Linked DNA regions of Mus musculus: region 1 is linked to region 2. Evidence: chromatin contacts called from public targeted proximity ligation data. All regions are on one chromosome and are shown on one strand. The core of a region is the stretch at or near the end of the contact, and the rest is flanking DNA. Distances in the headings are between cores, read along the strand shown. Region 1 has its middle 30 kb from the start of Mir1192. Region 2 overlaps C330002G04Rik (a long non-coding RNA gene).

Region 1 (6,297 bases), core at 1,045-3,544, 140 kb before region 2:
GAGGGCGTCAGATCTCATTACAGATGGTTGATGAGCCCCCATGTGGTTGCTGGGATTTGAACTCAGGACCTCTGGAAGGGCAGCCAGTGCTCTCAACGGCTGAGCCATCTCTCCAGCCCTGGTGGCACATACCTTTAAAGGATTTTATTTATTTTATATATGTGAGTACACTGTCCTCAGCCACACCAGAAGAGGGCATCAGATCACATTGCTGTGGTCGTGAGGCACTATGTGGTTGAGGGAATTGAACTCAGGACCTCTGGAAGAGCAGTTGGTGCTCTTACCCACTGAGCCATCTCTCCATCTGGCACATAACTTTAATTCCAGCACTTGGGAGGCAGAGACAGGTGGGTCTCTGAGTTCAGGCCAGCTTTGTCTACATAGTGAGTCCAGGACAGCCAAAGATACATCAAGAGTCAGCCTCAAAAAGAAAAGCCTTGAAGGTTATATTCTGCTGTATAGCAAGGTACATTGCTTACAGAATGCACCTTGAGCCGGCGTGGTGGCGCACGAAGTGAGTTCCAGGACAGCCAGGGCTACACAGAGAAACCCTGTCTCGGAAAACCAAAAAACAAACAAACAAAGTGCACCTTGGCAGTTTGCTCCCTGTCATGCATAATTGTCTCATTCTTTTCAGGTGGTTTTCTATTGTGTTTTCCAGATCTGTCGTAACAGCCACACATGTGACCTCTCTTGGATCCATGAGACCCTGTTTAAAAAAAAAAAGCGAAAATTATGTATATACTTTTATATATATATATGTGTGTGTGTCTGTGAATATGTGTACATACTAGTAAAATGGTATCTATATACTATAATAACCAAAATGATGTATATACTGTCATATGTACATGTTATTAGTGTAGTATATACAGACTATATACAATAACCAAAAACTATGTCATATATAAGTGCACTATATGTAATAGTATATAACATGCTTTCTTAAAAGCTTCACAAATAGAAATATAATAATGTACTCATGAGATTCAGAGACCTTACCTGCCCTGATTTCTGGCATTTGTTCCCTATCATACATACTGTCTCATTCTTTTCTGCTTTTTCTTTTTTTTTTTTTTTTTTTTGGCTTTTTCCAGATCTGTCATAACAACTTCTCTGGTAAATAGTTAGGTTGTGTCTTCTCCACAGACAGTAAGTGAGAAGTCTGACAATTCCTCACATTCTAGTGCTCAATCAAAAGATTTTGGACTTTGCAGGAATGTGAAATAAAAATTGATCATCTTACTTGTAATTTGAGATTTTTCTTTTTGAATAAAACATCAAAGCTATTTGAACGTAAATATATATATATAAACTAAGAGCAAGCGTACAGTTCTTTCATCAACTTAGTAGGGGTTAAGGTGGCTACTTTTATGGGTCTTAATCGAGGCCTGGTGGTGCCTGCCTGTAGCCCAGCACTAGGGAGAGGGGGCCAGGAGGAACAGAAGTTCTGGGTTATCATCTACTATGTAGTGAGTTCAAAACCAGCCTTGGGCTACACGAGACGCTGTCTCAAAAACAACAACAAAGTTTTTCTACTTTATAAATTTCTCTAGAATGAGCAGATATCAATATGTGAAGCAGTTGCAGAAAATAATGATTTTTTTAAAGCAATTTGCTTTTAGGCGATTTACTTAAAGAGAACATTTTCAGATGATGAAACTATTGCTTAAGCAGCAGAATAAGTCTAAATAATTTAAAACTCAGATACATCCAGAGGAACCTAAAAGCCTGGTGGGGGTTGAAATCTGTGCTTCATTCAAATTACAACCTGTCTTTACCCCACATCCACTACTGAAAAAATGGTTAAAAACTGACTATTGGTCAATAAAACATCATGAAGCTGTTTGGTGTCTAATTAACTAGACACCAGCCCATAAGAGATCTGAAGGAATCATCTCAGGCCTTTGGTACTTGAACATTTTTCTCACCAACTTGTAGAAACTTAGCAGATTCGTGGGGGAATCTTTGCTTGAGAGGTAAGACAGGACAAACAAGAGTGTGGTCTGCCACACGAGAGTGAGGCGCCGAGTCTATCCCGCAGAGCCCACAGAAAAAGCCAGGCATGATGGTGCATGCCTTTAATCTCATTTCTGGAAAGTAAACACAGATGCATCACGGGACTCACTGTCCAGCTAGGTTAGACTAATCCAGGGGCCCCAAACCCCAGTGAGGAACCCTGTGTCGAAATAAAACCCAGAGAGAATGACTTGCGGGGATTGTTTGTGGTCCCACACGCACGCTTCTCACCCGCTCACAAACCAGGAAGCAAGCCCAGGGCTGAAGTGGAGATTCAGGCACAGCTGGGCAGAGACTCCACACCACATGCCCAGGCCCATCCCTGGCCCTCGGGACGGTGCCCTTCGTTTTCTCCTGCCGAGGGAGCTGCTTCTCTCAGCCGGGAAAGATAATGTTACACTCGCCTATCACTTAGCAAATGTAGAGGACAAAAGCAGCTCTTTCCCATTGAGGACGGGCCATCTGAGTGGCTGCAGGAAGACTGCTGAGACCCCAAGGAAGGGCCGGGGTGTGGGCACGCAACCCTAAGATCAGTCTAGAAACTAAGAACCTAGTGGGCATGAAGAAGGAACAGACCGATAGAATTGTGACCAAATACTTGTTTTAATTTCCTTAGTCTTATATGTTAAATTAATGTTCATGAGTGTTGCCTATGTATGTGATCTACCATATTGGTGCCGAGAACCAAGCCTGGGTCCTCTGCAAAAGCATGAAATACATTTAACCCCACAGCCTTCTCTCCAGCATCCCCAGATGCTTATTTTAAAATGGAACACTTTAGGGCTGGAAAAATGGCTCAGTGGTTAGGAGCACTGCCCCATTCACCCACGTGGCAGCTCGCAACTGTCTGTGACTCCAGTTTCAGTGGCTCTGACAGCTTGCCCAGACTTACTTGGAGGCAAATAATGCACATAAAATAAAAATAAATAAATCATTTAAAAAAAAAAAAAACAACATGAATTGCGGGGCTGGAGAGGTGGCTCAGCGGTTAAGAGCAACGGACTGCTCTTCCAAAGGTTGTGAGTTCAAATCCCAGCAACCACATGATGGCTCACAACCATCTGTAATGAGATCTTATGCCCTCTTCTTATGGTGTCTGAAGACAACTACATATTATACTTATATATAATAAATAAATAAATAAATCTTTTTTAAAAACCATGAACTGCTTTAACGTATAGTTAATAATAATGCTGTTTGATTTGGTAGCTTGTAAGCATAAGTAATCACAGCATCCAGTAGGCAAAGGTAGAAAGATTATAGTTTCAGGCCAGCCAAAACCACATAGAACACAGGCTCTCAATCTCTGGGCCTCGACTCCTATAGATAAAACAGCCCTTTTAGCCAAGCATGGTGGCACATACATGCCTTTAATCCCAGCACTCGGGAGGCAGAGGCAGGCGGATTTCTGAGTTCGAGGCCAGCCTGGTCTACAGAGTGAGATCCAGGACAGCCAGGGCTATACAGAGAAACCCTGTCTCAAAAAAAAGAAAGAAAGAAAGAAAGAAAGAAAGAAAGAAAGAAAGAAAGAAAGAAAGAAAGAAAGAAAGAAAGAAAGAAAGAAAGAAAGAAAGAAAGAAAGAAAGGAAGGAAGAAAGAAAGAAAGTGCACAAGGGGCTGGAGAGATGGCTCAGTGGTTAAGAACACCAACTGCTCTGCTGAAGGTCCTGAGTTCAAATCCCAGCAACCACATGGTGGCTCACAACCATCTGTAATGAGATCTGAAGCCCTCTTCTGGTGCATCTGAAGACAGCTATAGTGTATTTAGATATAATAATAAATAAATCTAAAAAAATAATAATAAGTTTATGTTTGGGAGTCACCACACTGAGAGAAACTGTTTTTATTAAAGATTACAGCACTAGGTTGTAAACAAGTGACAGAGCTCTAGGCCAGACTGAGCTACATAGAGAGACCCTGACCTTAGCTTTACCCACTAAGCTTCTAGCCCAGTTTTGTTATTTCGAGTCTGTTGTTTTTAGATTTGGAGTCTCACTACTTACTTAGCCCTGGCTAGTCTGGAATTTGGTAGTCTGACCTCCAACAGAAACCTGCTTGCCTCTGTCCCCACATACTAGGATTAAAGCTGAGCACCGCCCACTCAGGGGTGAGTCAGTAGACATGTTCTCATTGGGACTGCAGTAGAGTTAGGAAGAAGGTGGCTGCGCTCTAGGAAAATGGAAATTTAAATTGCAGGCAGTCTCTCTGGGAGTGCACAAACAGTGGACATTTCCTCCACAGAACACCTTAAAGTGTTTGAAGGTAGAGGCATTCCCTCAGAAGATTCTGAAGACAAACAAATGCCAATGATAAGTTTCCATAACAAAAATAAACATAGGTAAAATAATATGTGAAAGTTCATTATTTGGAGAAGTTTCACAGAGATCTATTGGCATTTCAGTGGGTGGTAATAACAGAAAATGATTTTTTTAGGATATACCTAAAAACCCTGATTACTTAGGACTAACAGAGAAACAGAAAGGGTGTCTGTTTAGGCTTTAAATTCTCTGTTACATCTGTAGAGAAGGAAACATGCTGACCCCAGAGGAGGTTTGAAACCTGAGTTCAGGTCCTTTCACATGTACTGCCCTCGACTTCTGTGAAGATGGGGAGGGCAGCTGGAGTCGTGGATAGCGGAAACATGACATGATGAACGCTAAATGCATCCAGGGGCACGAGGACTGCTGAACAAACTAAACAACCAAGCATCCCCTCTCTAGAGAGATCCTTGTCTGTTTTAGACCTGTTCTGGTTTGTCAAATGTGCATTTAATCATGCAAAATATTAGAGAATATGCCTGGCCTAAGCAAAAATATAAGACCTGCGGACACATTGAAGAAAGAATCCTGCTAAAATGAGACTCCACAACCAAAGAAACTGAGATGGGTTGGACTGGATGGGAGGGTGCTTTCCTTGTATGTGTAAGGCCCTGAGTTTGATCTCCAGAGCTGTAAATAAAGCCCAGTCACCTAGTATCCCATTGCTTTGATGATGCATCTTCACCTTAGCAAATAGAGCTTAGAGGCAAAGCATATTCAGAAAGAAAGGGTTGTGTGTGAGAGAGATGCTCTGTGGTGAAGTAAGCATACTGTTCTTGAAAAGGGACCCGGTGGGGGAGGGGTATGGAGGGCTGGAGAGATGGCTCAGCAGTTAAGAGCACTGACTGCTTTTCCGGAGGTCCTGAGTTCAAATCTCAGTAGCTACATGGTGGCTCACAACCATATGCAATGGAATCCGATGCCCTTCTCTGGTGTGTCTAAAGACAGCTATGGTGTCCTCACATAAATAAATAGATCTTTAAGAAAAGAAAAGGACCCAAGCTCAGTCCCCAACAGCCACCTCATCAGGCAGTTCACAATTTGCCTGTAACAAGTCCAACTCCAGAGGTTTCCAAGGGCATCTGCACTCTCATATACACGCAATAAAATAAAATACTAAGACTGAGGGAGTGGAGAAGAAGGGAAGAAAAGAAAGGAAGTGGGGCTGGGAACTTGTTGCTTTGGGAAAACAGAAACTGAACACGGGGTGATTCTCCTATGGTAAACATGCAGCCTGAAGACCTAAGGCTTTCCCTGGAATTAACAGAAAGCAAGCTTGCTTGCTCTTATGCTAGGTAAATGGGGTTAAGAGGTAGCTTCAGAAGAAAACCTGCGTGCGAAAAGCTTAACCCTAAATGCAAACCCTGACCTGGCAGCTCCTAACCAGCAGACAAGCAGAGAAACTAGAAAGAAGACTGCAGCATTTGCAGTGTCATCCTTGGGAACACAAACTTGTGGATCCAGTAGGGTTAGGTGGCAGAAATGGGGAATACAAAGGTCAGCCTTCAGGAAACGTTCAGTTTGTTTACATTTTTAAAAATGCTATTCAGGCTGGGTGTGGTAGCATGTGCTTTTAATCAGAAGACAGAGGCAGGTGGATCCCTGTGAGTTTGAGGCCAGCCTAGTTTACATATACGGTTTCAGGCCAACTAAGGCTATATAGTGTGAGTCCCTGTCTCTAAAAAATAAAAAATAAAGGATTTCAGTGACCTGCACCTTTCTCGTTTTTTAAACTAGCTTTTAAAAACATAGATGGGACTGGGAATGCTGAGATGCCTCTGCAGGTAAAAGTACTGGAGCTGTTGATAGTGTGTTTAGCCTGCAGAAATCCTGGGTTTGACTCTCCAACTCCTATTAAAGTGGGTGTGGTGCAAGCCTGTAATTCCAGCACTGGGGAGGTAGAGACAGAAGGATCATAAACCCAAGGTCATCCTAGAATGTGTGTGTGTGTGTGTGTGTG
Region 2 (6,401 bases), core at 3,569-6,068:
GAATGACCCTTTCACAGGGGGCACCTAGGACCATCCTGCATATCAGATATTTATATTACAATTCATAGCAGTAGCAAAATTACAGTTATAAAGTTGCAACACAAATAATCTTATAGTTGAGGGTCACTACAACATGAGAAACTGCATTTAAGGGCTGTAGCATTAGGAAGGTTGAGACACTGTGGTGCGCAGAATTATAAGCAGTTCTACTTAGAGCCCCTCATCTGCATGAGAGATGACTAGGTAATGGGCCCTTTTCCAGGGGAGGGAGTTGTAATTCTAACCTGTTTGGAATAAGATCACCTATTCATCTACCATTTATCAATAAAGCTCAGCTCCTTTTTGATGCAGGACAACACATTCTCTTCTGCATATATCCCAGGAATCATTAGACATCAAAGATCTGTTTGTTTTTTTTTAATTTTTTTATTTGGTCTGGAGCTGGGAAATGTTGAGCATGCCTCCCTTCTCCCAGTGGCCTGAGCAGCTGGTGGGTTTAGCCCAAGCTCCAGGCAGGGCATTCTGCCTCAAGGATGCATTAGAACCACTGGGGACTTTAAACACTCTTGGCACCTGGGCCGCACCCCTAGTGGTTCTAAATTGTGTGGTGTTAGGCTACATCCTGATATTCCTGAAATTTATAATGTGCTGTTGTTTTATGCACATCATGTTTAGTACAAGAAAACAAATAAATTTTAAAAATCCAGACTTTGAAGAACAGATCACCACTGCATAGATCTCCTCTTCCTCCTCTTCCTCCTTCTTTTTCTTGCTTTGATATGGCTGGATCTCCGGACCTTGTGTGCAAGAGACAAATTCTCTGCCACTGAACTATATACCTTGAATACCCAGAAATGACTTCCCAGTAAAGCAGGTTGGGGGAATCTTTTGCTTATTTTGTTTGGAATTGGAGAAAGTCAAAGTCTACATCTTCCTTGGACCATGGGGTTGTTGTAATCAAAATAAGATTCCATGGCCCTGACTGGTGATCCGAGGAAGAGTTTTCAAACAAGGATTTGCAGTCACACTTACCTGTGAGAGACAGCAGGAGCATCCAGGAGGAAACAGGCAGGCAATGTGCCTAGCAGGTGAGAGGAGGGACTCCAATAGGGCAGGAGTCTTATCCCAGTGAGTAGACTGACCCAGGTCTGACTGCTTGCTGCCAATTGAATAGTTCCTAATGTCGCTAACATTTACCTTTCCTTTTCTGTGGTTTTTGTTTGGAGGGGTTGGGTTGGAGGAGTAGATATACATTAGGATTTATATGCAGAATCTCTCAACTTAAAGAATAGGGAGTCGGATTTGGGAGCCATACAACTACAATGTTGGTACTTGCGAGGTTGAGCCAGAAGGATTAGGAGTTCAAGGCTAGCCTGGCTTACATGAGAACCCCTGACCTCCATAGAAACAGAAGCATATGTGAACCCTAGACCTGTGAGCCATGTCTGGTGAGCTCCAAAGCTTATGGAGTGACATTTCTTCAGTAAATTTCTCTGTTTTTTTTTTTTTTTCTGATGCATGGCTTGTCCTTTTTTGGCTGCTTTCTTCTTAAAAACTAGAAGCCATCTTAGCCTATTGTGATGGAGTAAATTCTGGCAGGAGATGGTCTAGGAAAACATGCTAAGCTAGGAGGAGTTTTGTGTACTATGTTTTGTGTTTCAGTCTGGAAAAAGCTTTATTCATCTGATGGTCCTGGGTTGTGTCCTGGAGCCTGTCTGTAGGGAGGCAGTATCAGAGACATTCTGATTTTGACAGAATTCTTGTACACAGCATCCCTGATAAGGTACAGCAAGGTTGCCAAGGTACATGGGAGGCAGGAGGGTCCCTGACAAGAGTCTAATGCTAATAGCCAGGCTGCTTCTCACAGGCTTTTAGAAGTTGCCAGTGTTTACAGAGCCAGCAGAGATAATTTGCTATATGGACTCCCCATTCTTGTGACTTTAGACTATCCCAAGAAGGAGGAACAAATATCAGAGGAAATGGAGAAAAGCCGTTGTTTGGTCATCAGTCTCCTTAATGAAGTCCAGAAGTGATAAGGGGAACTGTGAAAACACGCAGGATGCTAAATTGATTTATTCTGAGAACTGCTGCAACAGGCATTTATTTTCCCACACTTTCTTGGAAAGAATTCTTAGGTCCTCCCCCTCATCATTGCACAAGACATCTTATAATGGCCTCTCAGATGTGGGGGACAGACTCCCGAGAACAAAACAACAAAGCAAATCAAAAGGTTGCAATAGTGATTTCTTCAGATTTATGAAGCCATAGTATCTTGGCATCCGGAAGTAAATTGAGACAAACAAGGGAACCACGGCGACGTCGGTGCGGCACGAGTACCCACCAAAGTGGGTACATCTGTGTCCCATCAGCTCATCCCCCGAGTGAAGCAAAATTGGAATGGGCACCGCCCACTCTGTTCTGGTTTCCCTGGGCTTTCCTGCTTCGTGTTTGGAGTGTTTGGAGTTAATCTAAATGTTAGACTAGGAGAAGGATGTTGGTGTCGTTAGTTCTGTCCTCAATGTGCAAGCGAGAAACTGAGTTGGAAGGCTGAGCTCAGATTCTAGTGACAGAGCGCAAGTCACCATAAACACACCATAAGGACACTCTCACCCATATTTAAACCCTACTTTTTTTTTTCCCCCTCTGCAGAATCCCAGTTTGAACTCTTGACTCTTTCAATAGTGACTGAGATGACTAAGATGAGGTTTCCTGGGCTAGACCCAGTGGCGAGTATATGATATATACCTAGGCTTAGTCAGGTAGAAGTGGGGGACTGCAGCCCATGTTTGGAGAAAGATTATTTTCTGTTTTTTTCCACTACCTCCAAACCCTTTCACCATGAAGGGTTGGCGGTACTGTCTGGTATTAGCCCACACTCTACTCCTCTGAAGTGAGGGGTGCTTATCATTGTACCCACAATTCTCTCTCAGTGCGCATTAAGCAAGGCTGTTGTTCCATGGGACATCCGGGCACACATCTGTGCACAAGGAACTTACCTGACTTCTCCAGGTTGCTAAATAGAGCTGGTGATTAGCCATATCATGGCAGTAGTTGGTTCTGTGAGTCTGCCTTTGGCCATGGGAACTTCTGCTGATTCCCAATAGGACATGGCTGCCATCATCAGCACATGGCTAATGAGACAGAAGAGGAAGAAATTACCTGCAGCAGCCAAGATCTGTTAGATGCAAGGGACAGATGATGCAATACAAGCTTCCCAAGTAACAAAAATATACAGGCTTTGGATAGGGGTGTGGCTCAGTGGCAAGATATATACTTAGGCTGTGGCTGGCCTTGAGTTCAACTTCCAGCACTGAGATAGGTGGGGTAAGAGATATAAAATGAGGGAAATAGGAAGTACTTGGATGTGAGATCCATCTGAGGTTTGAATGTCACCAGGGCCCTTTATAGTCACTTCCTGGGCTTGAGATCAGTGAGAAAGAGAGCATCTCTGTCCATTCCCAGTCCCCAAGGCTGCAGTTGTCCTTCCTTGGCTCTGGTGCAGTCATGTGCTTATTCCTGGCCTAACAGTAGGGCTCTGCAGTGTTCAAAATGGCCAGACAGAGGCTAAAGAATGTGAATGGAGGGGCTGGAGAGATAGCTCAATGGTTAAGAGCACTGACTGCTCTTCCAGGGGTCTTGAGTTCATTTCCCAGCAACCACATGGTGGATCATAACCATCTGTAATGGGATCTGACACCCTCTTCTGATATGTTTGAAGACAGTTATCTCTTTCTTTCTTTCTTTCTTTCTTTCTTTCTTTCTTTCTTTCTTTCTTTCTTTCTCTCTCTCTCTCTCTCTCTCTCTCTCTCTCTCTCTCTCTCTCTCTCTCTCTTTCTTTCTTTCTGTCTCTCTCTTTCTTTCTTTCTGTCTCTCTCTCTCTTTCTTCCTTCCTTTCTTTCTTTCTTTCTTTCTTTCTTTCTTTCTTTCTTTCTTTCTTTCTTTCTTTCTTTCTTTCTCTTTTGGTTTTTCGAGACAGGGTTTCTCTGTATAGCCCTGGGTGTCCTGGAACTCACTTTGTAGACCAGGCTGGCCTCGAACTCAGAAATCTGCCTGCCTCTGCCTCCTGAATGCTGGGATTAAAGGCATGCGCCACCACACCTGGCTTGAAGATGGTTATAATTGTACATAAAAGAAATAAATCTTTTTTAAAAAATGTAAATGTAAACTAGATACAAGACTTTAAGGAAAACCACTGCTTTGTATCCCAGGATGCTTGTGGGTGAGTGCTGGTTATCCCTTTTCTTTACTTAGGAGTTTTTCCAAATGTGCATATTTTATGAGTTTATCTTTTGTTTCTCTTGTGAGAAGAGCAGAGAATTTGAAATCAGAAGGCTGGGCTCACAGGGGCAGTGCTTAGAATCCCAGCTCCAAGGTTACATGGAAAAGAATAGATTTCCGTAGGAGAACCTGGTTTTGCCCTGAGCCCCACGGAGATAGATCTCCTACCGGAAGTGACCTTTGAAAATGGGAAGGACTTGTCACAGATGGATTGTCACTCTGACTGGGATTATTATCTTTATCTCTTCTGAAGTACTCCCACTCCTGTGAAAGGCTTGTTTTTTGTTTTTTTTTTTCAAGAGCTGAAGTGCTGAGTACCATTAACAGCTTGAAGAATCTAGGCAGGGCTACTGTAGAGCTCTTCTCCCACCCCTAGGCAGGGCAGTCCCCAGGAAACAATGTATCCCTGTGCCAAGCAGATTGCAGCATCTTTGTGCAAGGAAAAAGCCCCCTCCCGCAGAGACCCTCTAGGCTTACTCAGTTATGTTGCAGGGTAGGGCCTTTTTTTTTTTTTTTTTTTTTTTACAGTAGCCACACCCTTCGTAAGAAGGGCGGTTGAGGGTGTGCTATAAAGTTAACTACCTGCTATGCTGTACTCTGTTATCACAATCTTAGGGAAGAACCATGGAACAAGTTGAAGTCTTAAAGGCTTACTCCCCATTTTAACGGCAAAATTCATCAAGGACTACTTACCACTGTCCCCTTTCGAGCCTTTTCACTTCAGGCTGCCAGAGAGAGCCGTGTAGGTTCTGTCCTCTAGTTAAGTGCCCAGCAGGGAGTGATCAGGATTGTGCTGGCCTTTTCCCGTGCTCACCTGCACTGCATTCCAACTAAAGGGGTTGAACCTTTCCTCTTTAACTGGGTTGATGAGTGCTTTTTCCAGAAGGTGGCAATCCTTTAAAATACAGGCAGTAGCTGGCTAGTGTTGGAATGTCAGGGTCTGAGTCCTCTAAAAGGCACGCATTTGCGTGTGCATGCTTGTGCATGGGTGTGTGTGTGTGTGTGTGTGTGTGTGTGTGTGTGTGAGTGTGTGTGTGTGAGAGAGAGAGAGAGAGAGACAGAGACAGAGACACAGAGAGAGACAGAGAGACAGAGAGAGAGAGAGAGAGGAGTTAGGGGTGGCGGATGGAGAGATACACAGACACAAAACCTGAACAATGTGGCAGCCAGCCACCTGGCCTCTGGAAGCAAGGATATGAACCAGATTCAACCAGCTCTGAGGATCTAGGGACTTCATTAGCCTTTATATTACTAAGGCAGACTGTTTTCCTGTTTTTGAGATATTTTTGCTTTTGGAGGTCAGAGGGCAGTTATGTAGAGGCAAAGGCCATGTTGCTGTATTGCTCTGTAAAACTTTACCTCTTATACCTCAGCCGTGGGGTCTTTGGGGTTCTTAGAGATGCCTGGCTCTAACAGAAAAATTTCAATACAATCTTAGCCACCATGACATCAGGGGTAGCTTGGTCGACTCTGGTGTCATTTTGAAGCATGATCTGTTTGTCTCTCTGTCTCTGTGTCTAGCTCTCCCCTTCCTTCCTTTTCCCACAAGAGCCACACTGAACCCAGAGCCCCCCGTATGGCATAGATCTTTACCTCTGAGTCACATCCTCATCTGTCTCCCTTCTTTTTAATTAGTTATTTGTTTTATGAGTGTAGGTGATTTGCCTGCATGTGTGTCTGTGTATCAGCATACAGTGCCCACAGAGGCCAGAAGAAGGGGTTTAAACAGTCATGTGGGTGCTGAGAATTGAACTTGGGTCCTCTGGGAGAGCAGCCAGTACTTGGTCTCCTCACTCTTCTTTACACTGTCTGCTGCACTGGCTTTCATCCTGTACTCCGTGCTTGCTTTTGTTGGCTAGTTTTCTTGTTGGGTTCCCAATAAAGACAATCTCTTCTTCCCTCTCCTCATCATGCGGTGGAAGGCACCAGGAAGCCTGGCCACCTCACTTCTTTGCTCTCTTCATTCTCTCTGTCTCGAAGATGTCGTTCCCAGTCCTCTTCCCTTCTATCTTTTCACCCATTGCTTGATGGAACTATTTATTATCCTGCTCTATTTTCCTTTGCAACCAGCCTCATTTGAAACACCAGCCATAAAAGAAACCTTGGGGTGTGTGTGTGTGTGT

The links.
Region 1: a targeted proximity ligation map of embryonic stem cells shows a contact between it and region 2, with 8 read pairs. A contact is called at or near these places in 8 of 130 datasets of targeted methods (embryonic stem cells and stem cell-derived neural progenitor cells).

Annotation. Positions count from the first base shown.
Region 1 is chr19:23,176,543-23,182,839 of GRCm38.p6, reverse strand. No RefSeq gene overlaps it. Among named protein-coding and RNA genes, the nearest start is that of Mir1192, 30 kb to the right of the region's middle.
Region 2 is chr19:23,040,733-23,047,133 of GRCm38.p6, reverse strand. All of the region lies in intron 5 of C330002G04Rik (a long non-coding RNA gene), which reads left to right. Among named protein-coding and RNA genes, the nearest start is that of C330002G04Rik, 32 kb to the left of the region's middle.